Regions from separate parts of the Mus musculus genome. Here region 2 is linked to region 1. Evidence: chromatin contacts called from public HiChIP or PLAC-seq data. All regions are on one chromosome and are shown on one strand. The core of a region is the stretch at or near the end of the contact, and the rest is flanking DNA. Distances in the headings are between cores, read along the strand shown. Region 1 overlaps Capsl (calcyphosine-like). Region 2 has its middle 73 kb from the start of Prlr.

Region 1 (5,885 bases), core at 1,153-3,652:
TGGCCTATGAGCCAGGCCTTGGTGCATTCTCTTGATTGATGGTTGATACTCTGGGCAGTGCCATCCTCGGCTGGTGGTCCTAGGTGCTATACGAAAGTAGGCTGACCAAGCCATAAAGAGCAAGCCAAAGCAACACTCCTTCATAGCCTCTGCATCAGTTTCTGTATCCAGGTTTCTGCCCTGTCTTAATTTCTGCCCTGACTTCCCTCAGTGATGGGCTGTGCTGTGGGTGAAAAGACAAATTTTCCCCCATTGCTTTGGCCATGGTGTTTTCTCACAGCCATAGAGTCCCTGAGACAATGATAACTTAAGAAATCTTTTTCAAGTATGTTCCATCACAAACATGAAGAGTAGTACTTAATTTTCACCCTGGTATTAATAGAAAGAATAAAGAAAACACTTCTGAAGAATATAGAGTTCATAGCACCACACTGAAAGAACAGGGAGAGTCTCACCAGTCACTAAACTTTAGCACATTGCTCTTGGCCGTCTATCCTCTAGAACTCTAGGAAATGAATTTATTTCTTTGTAAATTATCCAGTCTGTGGCATTTTATTAGGAGGGAGGAAAGGGGAAGAAAGCTGAAGAGACCAGTAGCAGGTATAAGGATCGTATAGAATAGGATTTAGAACAAGCACTGGGCCTAGACAGTCAGAAGGAGAGATGCCATTTGTTAAACCTGAGACCCCTTGCCAGCAGAGGTACCGGGTAAGCCACAGAGAGCAGTGCTGGAGAGCTCACCTTCACATGTTGGTATAGATCCAAAGCTGCAGGTTCTCCATCATGACACAGGGCAACAACAGAATATCTGAGAGGAGTCCAGGTGAAGATCCAGTATGGCTGAAGTCTGGGGCTTAAAAGACCAATAAGTCATTGCAATGAACATTTGCAAGTAAAGAAGTATGGACACAATAGTATACTGTGGGACACACTGTGGCATACTACATAGGAGATGTCATTATTTTCTTCTTGTGGGGTGATTGTAAGGGCAGAGGGCAGATACAAAGGGTTGGGGAGGTGAGTGGAATTGGGATGTATCAGCATCAGCAGGGGTCTGCATTAATGTGTGGGTCACATTAATGAAAAACTCATGAAAAATCAATAAAATGTTAAAACAAACAAAAAAAAAGCAAAACAAACCTGTACTGGAAATGGATATAAAGGCAACAAAAGTCGTGGTCACATTCCTCAGGGTGAAGTATGAGTGAACAGAGCTAGGAGAGGATCTGGAGAGAAAGCCAGCTTGCTTCTCCCCGACCTCCCCAGAATCGCTTAAAAGCCCTTCTGTCTTAACCAGTAGCCACCTGCTTTGTAGATTGCTTTCCTACTCTATTCTACTCTTACGGGGCAATGTTTTAAAGCTGCAGAACTATTACAGCAATACTAGGTCATTTGTTTTTGAAATAGTCTAATGTGATGGCATGGATGCTTAACAACTACAGAAATGCCCAAAATGGCACTTACAGGGCTGGGCTCATGAGACTGCCACCCAGTGGTTTTCTGGTAGTACACATTCCCTGTGTCTCAGGCACTAGGGACAAAGGAACATGGCAGAAACTAAATGACTGAGCCCATCACTGTGGTACACATCCCCACCAGTCAGGAGAGTAGACATTTCCCTCCTTGATGTATATTCCCTAGCCCTGCCCCTGCATGTCCTTTGCTGGGTCTTCTGTTATAAGTCTACCCTCTACCCTCTGCATCTTCACAGATTGACTCCTTTTTCTCAATTTTATTTGAGCAGACCAACACTTCTTCAGTTTCCTTGACCTCTAGTTAGGGAAACCAAGGGCACGTTTTCATTTTTGAGCACCCAAAAAGACACCTTTTTTTTTTTTGGAATTAGTAATAAACTGGACGTGGAAGAATTTGGTGTTTTGTGACATGTGGGAAAATATACTAGAGATTGCACTTCAGTGACTGTGTCTACTATTGTGTTTACAGGTTCTTTGCTATGTAGAGAGGGAGAGAAGGAGGAAGAGATGCCAAGGACCAGCCTTGGCTTGGAGAAGGATTCTGAGGAATTGGTGTCTGGGAACTGCGAAACAATTTGTGGGTCTAAGCTGGTGGCCTGTGCTCTGCTGGAGAAAGCTTTCCAGCTTGTTCTCTCTGTTCTACTTTCTCTGGAGATCTCTCGACAGCCCTCTAGGTTCTGCTTGAGACAGTTCTCCAAGCAGTTCTTTCTTGCTAATCTAAAAATTTTCTCTGCCAATAGCTCATCTCTTGCAGAACAGAAGCCAGCCTTTTATTTTACATATCAATCCAGGCATTTACTCCAGGTTCACCTTTGATTATCCTATGAATCAGCACCCTCTGACCCCAGGCTCTGTTGGAGACAGCGAGCACATTTTTATTTTAAAACATTGTAAAAGAATTCAGAGAGCTCCCTGCCTTTGTAAACTTTGCTGGGTGGGACCTTGTCCTGAAATTACCATTTCTACCACACCTGTGCCTAAGTTCCCTCTGTCCCAGGCTGACCTTGAACTCAAGAATTGGCCTGCATTTGTATCTGCCTGACTTTGTATCTTTCTGCCAAGCCAGTTCATAGTGTTGCTGCATCTGTTCCTTATACAATTTATATTGCATCCTAACATTTTTGCATAATTGAAAAATTATATATGTTTCAAATACTATATATATTAAGGGCTGTCCTGGAGGTCCGAGCTTTTACCATTTTGCTGAGACATTAGACACACCTTCATCTTCAGGACCCCTGCTATCTCTAAGTGCCATGAAGTCATTAACATTAACTGGGAGGACATTCCTTGGAGGACCCTGAAAATATGTACAACATATACAAACAAGCCTTATGCTCTTGGCAGTCACAGACACTTGTGGAGGCCCAAGTATATTGGCCGTGTCCCAGGGGCAGGAGCCATGTCATTCTGTCTTCACCCAAGGCCATGGGGACCCACAGAGGGAGGGAGAAGGAAGGAAGGAGGGAGGGAGGAAGGAGAGAGGAGGGAGGGAAGAAGGAGGGAGGGAGGAGGGAAGAGGGAGGGATAATTCAGTTTGCAGCCACCAGGTAGTACTAAGACAACCCAATGGAGTGGAGAAGTGCAGGTGGGGCCTTATTGAATCTTTATTCCCTACAGGTAAGCCTAAACAGAACCTTTAAGAAGAAAGGAAGAAAGGAAGGAAGAAAGGAAGGAAGGAAGGAAGGAAGGAAGGAAGGAAGGAAGGAAGATTAATGCAGAATAGACTTGATAAACTTGTGTGTGAAGTTTGGAGAAGGAAGACTAATAAGAATCATGAACTTTAAATAAAAGAAAAAAATCTGAGGTTATAGGAAAGGACACATGTTTGCTTTCTTGAGCAGGAAAATAGTAAAGATAAAAGGAAGACACATTTGTCTCTGTCTCTTTTATCTATCTATCTATCTATCTATCTATCTATCTATCTATCTATCTATCTATCTATCTATTATCCATTCATCTATTCATTTGTCCATCTATCTTTCTGTATGTTTAAAAAATTCCTTATGACACATATCATTCTTTTCTCTTTTCACGTGATAGTCAAAATAAATTTATCTTTATTGTAAAAAAAAAAAAAAAAGAAAGAAAGAAAAGAAAACAAGAAAAAGACATGCTCTCAGAAGCAGATCCCTGCAATTGCAACTTTCCACATCTCATCCGACAAGAACGCTGGAAATCCTGGCTGAGAACTCTGTCAGGGGCAGCAGCCAACTGTACAAAAGAGCGATGGAGTGAGCAAGCCAGCTTGGCCCCAGTGCACCAGTCTCCTTTGTGGCTGGCTACTCCACTCAGCCTCTGTTCCAGATCTCCCAGTCACTGCCTTCTGCTGCTCTGTGGATATCCCCTTCACTTGCCATTGTGTGTGTAGCTGGGCGAGGGTAGGGAGAGGTAGAGGCAATCAACAGCTTTGTAACCCTAGTCTTCCCTTCCCCTCAAACTCCCAGTTCAGTCACTTGCCATTTTAAATGAATTCATCACTGTCCAAAGGGTCCAGCTGTCATATTGGATGCACCAGGCTCCACTTGGTCGCACACCTTATCTTCTGTACCTTCTCTTCAATTCACCCACAGGGTTCTCTACATCACTGTTCTTTCCTTTTTGTAAGCACTGTAGTCCACCTTCATCCCTTAGTCTCATCCTAAGCTCCTTTGAATTGGAAGTCAGTTACCTGGCTGGTTTTATACTTTCCCCATCTCTCCTTCCAACACTTCCTTTCAGTCTCCACCAGCCTTCCATGGTTTGGTTCAGCAGTTCAGACCACTTGCTGCCCTTCCAGAAGACCCTAGGTCAGATCTCAACACTCATGTCAGGCAGCTCAAACCTACCCACAACCAGATTCAGAGCGTCCAGCTCTCTCCTGTCCTCCTTGTGTACCCTTACACATGTGACATACATGTCCATGGACACATACAAAGGGAATGAAAATAAAGATTGGTCCACTTATGTTATTTACTCTTCTGCTTTGTCCAAAGCATGTGGTACAGCAATCGTCTAAAATATATGGTGCTCTGCCTTGTCAGAGTCTCATAGCTCTAGCCTTGATAACTTTTACCTTCTATTATGAGTAAAATGTAGGCATTGTGACACCTCAGAAAGTCCGTGTGCTGGGCTGTGATATCTGCGTCCTTGGATAGCTCGGTCATGGAACTAGAGGGGGATTCCAGGCCATCTGTGTCCTCCGTTGCCCCACACCTAGCAAACTGGTTAGAGGTAATGAATCTCTCAGACATCCATAGAAGACATGGACAGAACTGTGCCTCTGATGAGAGAACTGTACATATGCTGAGCCAACACATGGTGGTGCTGTGGTCACATGCGTCAGAAAGGACTCCTTTGTAGGCCAAGTCCAACCTGACATATGTTGTGCTCAAAGGGTCTTTTGGATTCAGAAACACTTTAGTGTGGGGTGTGATGTCAGTGACATCATGATATTGTATCCAGAGGCTGCATGTGCCATTGAAACCTCAGATCTCTTGAGTGTGTATTTCTTTATCAGAAATAGGACTCTATCCTGCCTTTCTTTCAAACCCCAGGTCCTGAAAACTTTTTTTGTCCTGTTCTGCTTTAATATTAGGCCTCAGAATTCAAATTAAGAGCGTGGTTCTTTCAGGTACCCCTCTTTCCTCCTGGCCTGAGATGGTACATTGAAAAGAGGACATAACGTAGTAAATATTGGTTGTTTGTCGATGAGTTGAGGGACCAAATTATGGAGAAGGATGGTTAATATGGGCATTTCAAACACCATGCTTGGCTATAATTTCCCCCCTGAATTTATCAAGTCATATTCAGAGATATCAGCTTACATCATCCCTGGTAGAATTGGCCTCAGAAGGCAGAAGTAGGCAGAGTCCCAATTCCCAGTATCTGCTCTTCCCAAACTCTGTTTTTATTTTGCATAAGAAAGTGCCAGAAAAATTCACTTACATGCTGATACACATGGTGGAAGAGAAAGAGTTCTGCTAAGACTCAAAAGTCCAATGTCTGCTGTTTGAGGCCACTTGCAGGAAAGTTATTTTACCAATCTATACTTTGGTTCCTGTTCCTAATGTGCACCCACCTTTCATGCATCAATAGCACTTTTGAGTAGGATCTCTGAGATAAAAATTAAAGTTAAAGGAAGTCTACAGGTGGGATCTCCATATTGACTATAGTATGGCTTGACAAAAGAGCAAAGGGTCCTGGAGCTAGCATGCTCCTGCTGTGGTATGTGATGCCTGCTGTGTCCCTCATCAGATGCTGAGCAGATCCTGGTGCTGTGTGTTCTCTGGTCCATATTGTCATAAGCAGTGAATAGTGGAGACTTTGGGGGGTAAGCTCATATTCACCATGAATAGGTTTAAAGGACTCCTTTGTAGGCCAAGTCCAACCTGACATATGTTGTGCTCAAAGGGTCTTTTGGATTCAGAA
Region 2 (5,561 bases), core at 2,788-5,287, 650 kb after region 1:
AAGCCTACATTACAAAAAGGAAGAATAGGTAAATATATAGCTATATCTCAAGCATGTGTATGATCCTAAACCAATATTAACATATAAATAAAATAAGATTACAATAAGTTAGAACATAACGATAATTAATCAAAACAAGAGCATGAATTTGAAAGGAGGTTTACAGAAGGGCTTGGAAAGAGGAACAGGGAGAAGAATTGATATCTCAAAAAGAAAAAAAATTAAATATATATCAATGAAAATTTTTTAGTAAAAACTAGATTGTGCAAAAGCTCAAATGAAGTGCTTAATTCAGAGATTGAAGTTAACAAGATGGGAGAAAATTCCTCATTCTTAAATATGTTGAACATGGAAAACTGACCATATGAAAGACCAGAAACATTCTTTACAAATTTAAATATCTTACATATTACATTTTCTAGCCAAAAGGCAACTGAACAAAACATAATAGTAGCTGTTAAATGCACTTACTACAGTGCTACATTTAAGTGCATTTAAATTCAAGTATATATTGTACATAGAGCATATGTACAGTATAGTTCTTTTAAGTATTTAAGGGCCTGGACTGATGATGGCTCAGTGGGTAAAGTCTTTACCACAAAGTCATCCGGAGCTATGTTCAAATTCTCATAAGTCATGTGAAAGTCAGGTATAGGAGTGACGTGGGAAGCTGAGACCACATGTTTCTGCTAGCCTGGCATACACAGTGGCCACAAAAAGTGACCATCTGAAATAAAGTTTTGTATCACATGACCACTTTCACAGATATATACGCACATATCATTACCAGAAGTTCTAGAGGTAACTAAAAAAGGTATATTGGGGGTGGGGGGAATAAAAACATCAACAAATGACAAATGACCCAATCCCCTCCCCCAAAAAAGGAAGGAAGGAAAGAAAGAAGGAAGGAAGGAAGGAAGGAAGGAAGGAAGGAAGGAAGGAAGGAAGAAAAATGAAAAAAAAAAGTGCTATGAATAAAACAGAAAAAGTGAGAAGGAAGGTGTTCACCATCCTTACAATCAGGGAAGTGCTAGTGAAAACCAGCTTGAGATTTCTTTCATCCTACCCTGGTTAGAATGTTTAAGGTAAGGCTACAACAAACAACAAAGGCTGGAGAGAATTCAGTGGAGGAAAATCATTCACTGTTGGTAGAATTACAAGGTAGTGCAGTCACTATGAAAATCATTGTGAAGAACGCTCAAAAAGCTATCTACTATAGGACCCAGCTACACCACTTCTTCACTTATAAGCCAAATAGATCTTCTTCTACATGGATGCATTTTAAGCCATTTTATTGTCTCCCTATTCACAATAGGTAAGAAAAAGAAGCAGCCTAGATGTCTATCAAATGATGAATGGATAGTGAAAATATGTCATATATACACAGTGGAATTCTATTCAGCTCAAAAACAAATGACAGCAATTGGGTAAAACTGGAAACTTCTCAGGAAGGCAACCCCAATCCAGAAAGACAAGCCCCATTCTCTGATCTGTGTCTCATGGTTCTGGTTCTTTAGCTTCTTTACCAAGAAGCCAGGAAAGTAACAAGGGGCCACGGAGGAAGGGGGAAGAAGGAGATTTAGAGAGGGGCTTATAGGACGCTTGAAGAGGGAAAGAACAAAATGGAAAGGGGACTTATCTTGGGAGGGAAAGGAAAATAAAAAGGGAGAGGGATAGAGGACAGATAGCACATTAAGGGTGTCTGAAAAAAAAAAGGAAAACTATTTTCTATGTCTCCTTTAAAAAATATGTGTGTGTGGTTATGTCTATATTCATAGTTTAAATTGAGTTACTACTACACATTTCGAGTGAGAATAACCCCCATAGGCTGGTGTACTTGAATGCTTGGTCCCTAGTTGGTGGAACTGTTTTAAGAAAGATTACAATAGAGGAAGTGTGTCTAGAGGAGGGTGTGGGCCCTGTGGTTTTAAGATCCCATGCCATGCCAGGTCAGGAAGTCAGGCCCAGACTCTCTCTCTCTCTCTCTCTCTCTCTCTCTCTCTCTCTCTCTCTCTCTCTCTCTGTGTGTGTGTGTGTGTGTGTGTGTGTGTGTGTGATGCAACTTGCTCTTAAGGATGTAAGCTGTTACTAGCTACTGTTCCAGAGCCATGCCTGTCTGCGTGCTGCCATGCTTTCTGCCATGATGCTCACAGACTTTCTCTCTAAAACTAATTGAGCCCCCAATCAGATGCTTGCTTTCATAATTATCCTTGGTCATGGTGGCTCATAACAGCAATAAAAGTAACTAAGACAGACTGTCTAACCAAAGTACCAAGTTCCAGTCAAAGAGAGACCTCCCTTCCAGCTGTTTGTCATAAGAGAACCAAGAGACACCCCAAAACCAATGAAGGATATTGCCATTTTCTCTGGTTGCTTCTGGGAACTATGATAAGACACAACACATGACATAGGACTTGGAAGAATTGATATGGAAGCATCCCTGCTGACTAGCTCTCATAGCATTGCAAGATTACATGCAGCCAGCCAAGAGATTAACTTTTCTCCTACCCAACTCTAAAACTAGTGAAACAACAGTGATCACTTAACCAAGATATTTCAATGATATAATAACAGCATTAATATCTCTGGGGCAACCAACAGCTGCCTACCTGAACGTAAGATTCACTCAGTAACAGGGAACTTGTTCCTGGTACTGTGAACTCAGTCAAGAGCCTGTGGCTAGAGACATCATAGAGTGGAACACACTACTGACATTTTTTCTAAATTGCCATTACTTCCAGCTATATTCTAAATATTTACCTCCCTACTCACAAGTGAGTGCAGCTCCCGCCCCTCATCAAAGATGCTTCTTTTTGTGACAAAGGCTCCTAAGAGAGCCACAACTGATCCCAACTGATATATCTATAATATAATCTTTACACTTCAGGAGCACAATAGAAGATGACCCAGAAAAATTGTAAGAGCTGGAGGACTAGGATTTGCCTACTGCAGATTATGTCTTCAAGACAGGTTAGGAATGCTATAGCAATGAATCCTCAATAATACAGCTGCCTGCTCAAAACTGAACAATGACAGCAGTTGACATACCAATGTGGATGGGGAAACACCATGAATGCTGACCTGCATCAGGCACTCAATGGCTGCTGAGGTGAGGAGAATGAGTTTTCACCACAGACAACGCTGTCCTATAGATCATCTATTCAAACTGATCAGCTCTTAACACATGCACATACAGGCAACACTAATGGGACCCAATATTTATATATATATAATAAAGTTTGTACTAAAAAATGTCATAGATTATAAAAAAGGATGGGGAAGACAAAGGGAGTTGGATTGGGAAACAGGGAAATGGAAATGCTGTAAATACAGTGTACACATGTGAAATTCTCAGTTAAAAGTCAATTGAATGAAATGAAAACAAAAATAAAACAGAATTCCATTCAATTCATCTAAAAGTGTTCAGGGTGGAGTCTAAATGCAAATAAGAACAAAATTATTTTTAATAGGTCACACACACCAAGATGTGTTTAGAACTTGATATTCAAGATGAAGCCTCAGAATTAATGACTTAAAAACATCTTACTGATAATTTTAATACAAATAAAGGAACAAACAAAGCAAATAAAACAACAATAAAACCAATAACAAGAAACAAACAAACAAAAAAAAACAAAACCAAAACAACAACAAAAACAAATACAAACAAACAAACACCAGGAGAAAGGACCTCTCCGCAGTCATTCTGGTCCTCTGGTTCTTATACTCTTTTGTTTCCATGATGTTCCCTGAATCCCGGACGGAGGGGTTCCACGCACTCCAGTCGAGTCAGCTTGACAGGCTGTGTAGCCTAAAAGCCACCCACGAGGCAGAGAGTTTCAAGGAAGCTCACCTCCTGGAGTTTTGGCGTTCTCATACTCATACTCTATTCCCGTGTTAGTCTGGTGTATGGATCTACGAGCTCTCTTTTAATATTTTATTATAAATGCCTTTTAAGATTAAATTCTGTTATAGTGTTCCTAGGTCCCAGAAGCCTGAAAGCTTGAAATCTGAACTTGAAATCCGGCAGGACTGCAGAAAGGAAGTTACCTATTCAGTTACTAATTAAGCATTACAAAGACAGTAGCTCAGAGCTGGTCTACAAAATATTTACCAAGGACAGTAGCAATTCTCACCCAAACGAGGGAACAATAGAGCTAGAGAATCCCACTGAGACAGAGATCTTCTCTACAGCTAGGTATAAAGCTTCACATTAGAAGCAAGTTGGTATATTCTTCTGTAGACCCAGGAAATAGGGTGTTGGGGTATTGCAGTATTCATGATAAGGTCTGCTAGTGCAGAACCCCTGGTGGTGGGTTTTACAATAGACTAGTTTACACCTGGCTCCTTTCTTTTGCGGCAGCAGCCTGGTCCCCACCTTCTTTTGATGTATTGTGTCACTGTAACTTGGTGGATTGTATTTTGCCTGGTTTCTTGTTATTTCTTTGGTATAAAAAGTTTGATGCTCGACCTGACAAATACATTCAGATTCTACACAACCTCTCCTGTGTGCATCTGTCTGTCAACCGCCGACGCTTTGCCCACCTGCCCCAGGGACCCATTCCACACAGACAAAGGGATCCAGAGGGTCTGCGGCACAGGGGTTCTGTTGTAGATACATTAAGTAGGGTTCCAACACTCACAAATGGAGATCTTACAAGTACCAGTTGGGTTCTGGCACCCACAAATGGGCGTTCTTTCAATGTCCTCTAGCTGCTGCAAAACCAAAAGAAAACAAAAGAAATAATTCCAGATCAATGCAGAAATTAGTGATGAGGCAGGATGGTCGTCAGCGGTGACACCGTAGGATCAACAAAATCAGAAGGTGAACCTTCCAAAAGTCTGAATTACCCAGGATGGGTAAATTCTAGTTTATTTTTAAAGAATAGTAAATTTTATATTTTAAAAGAAACATTTTTATAACCTTTAAAAAATTAAATTAGTAGATAAAAACTTCCCAAAATTACTCGGGCTACTGATCTCCTCTGCCAAATGCCAGAGGCTTTTTTTTCTCTCTAGGTTTTGTACAAGTTTTTACCAATGACAAATGGAGAGAAAAAAAAGAAAGTTGACAAAATTATGTAATACAGCCAACCTAAGTTCACCATCACACCATCACACTCAAGAGATAAAACTATAAGTCTAATTTAATGAATAAAGATGGAAAACTTAAGCAAAGAATGTTATATGGATTTACCTCACAAAACTATTATCTGTAATGTACTACTAAGTACAAAACATGTTTGTTTTTCTACAGATGTAGCAGAAGAACAGGGCAGAATGAAAATCCATTCCTAACAGCCTTTTATCACACTGGGAACTGGAGGAAAGCTAGCTCATTATTTTTTCGGTCCGCTCTTGCCTTGATCTGGGCTCTGGATGTCAAGGCCATAGGACAGAACAGCTTAGGGCCCCTACTGCAGCTGCATGATGAACTTGGTCACTGTGAACAAGAAACTTGAGTGTTGGAGAGAGGCTGGCTGGCCAGGCTGTTTGCTCCCTGCTGGGTGGTGCAGTTCAGAGCTTGTGAGCCCAGCTTCTATTAGTTCAGTGACAACTCA

Evidence for each region. HiChIP or PLAC-seq counts read pairs in DNA pulled down with a chosen protein or histone mark.
Region 2: an H3K27ac HiChIP or PLAC-seq map of embryonic stem cells shows a contact between it and region 1, with 6 times the contacts expected there. The contact joins two enhancer-like sites. A contact is called at or near these places in 1 of 15 datasets of contacts at CTCF or cohesin (large pre-B cells), 5 of 484 Hi-C or Micro-C datasets (bone marrow-derived macrophages and embryonic stem cells), 7 of 115 datasets of contacts at active chromatin or transcription factors (all in embryonic stem cells) and 1 of 9 other capture datasets (embryonic stem cells).

Annotation. Positions count from the first base shown.
Region 1 is chr15:9,450,664-9,456,548 of GRCm38.p6, forward strand. The region is part of intron 1 of Capsl (calcyphosine-like); the gene reads left to right. Among named protein-coding and RNA genes, the nearest start is that of Capsl, 18 kb to the left of the region's middle. Within about 2 kb of position 2,403, at least 16 of the 459 cell types and tissues checked have an H3K27ac peak or open chromatin away from gene starts, as enhancers often do. A contact at or near this core is called in embryonic stem cells, where this site is marked.
Region 2 is chr15:10,101,619-10,107,179 of GRCm38.p6, forward strand. No RefSeq gene overlaps it. Among named protein-coding and RNA genes, the nearest start is that of Prlr, 73 kb to the right of the region's middle. Within about 2 kb of position 4,038, at least 13 of the 459 cell types and tissues checked have an H3K27ac peak or open chromatin away from gene starts, as enhancers often do. A contact at or near this core is called in embryonic stem cells, where this site is marked.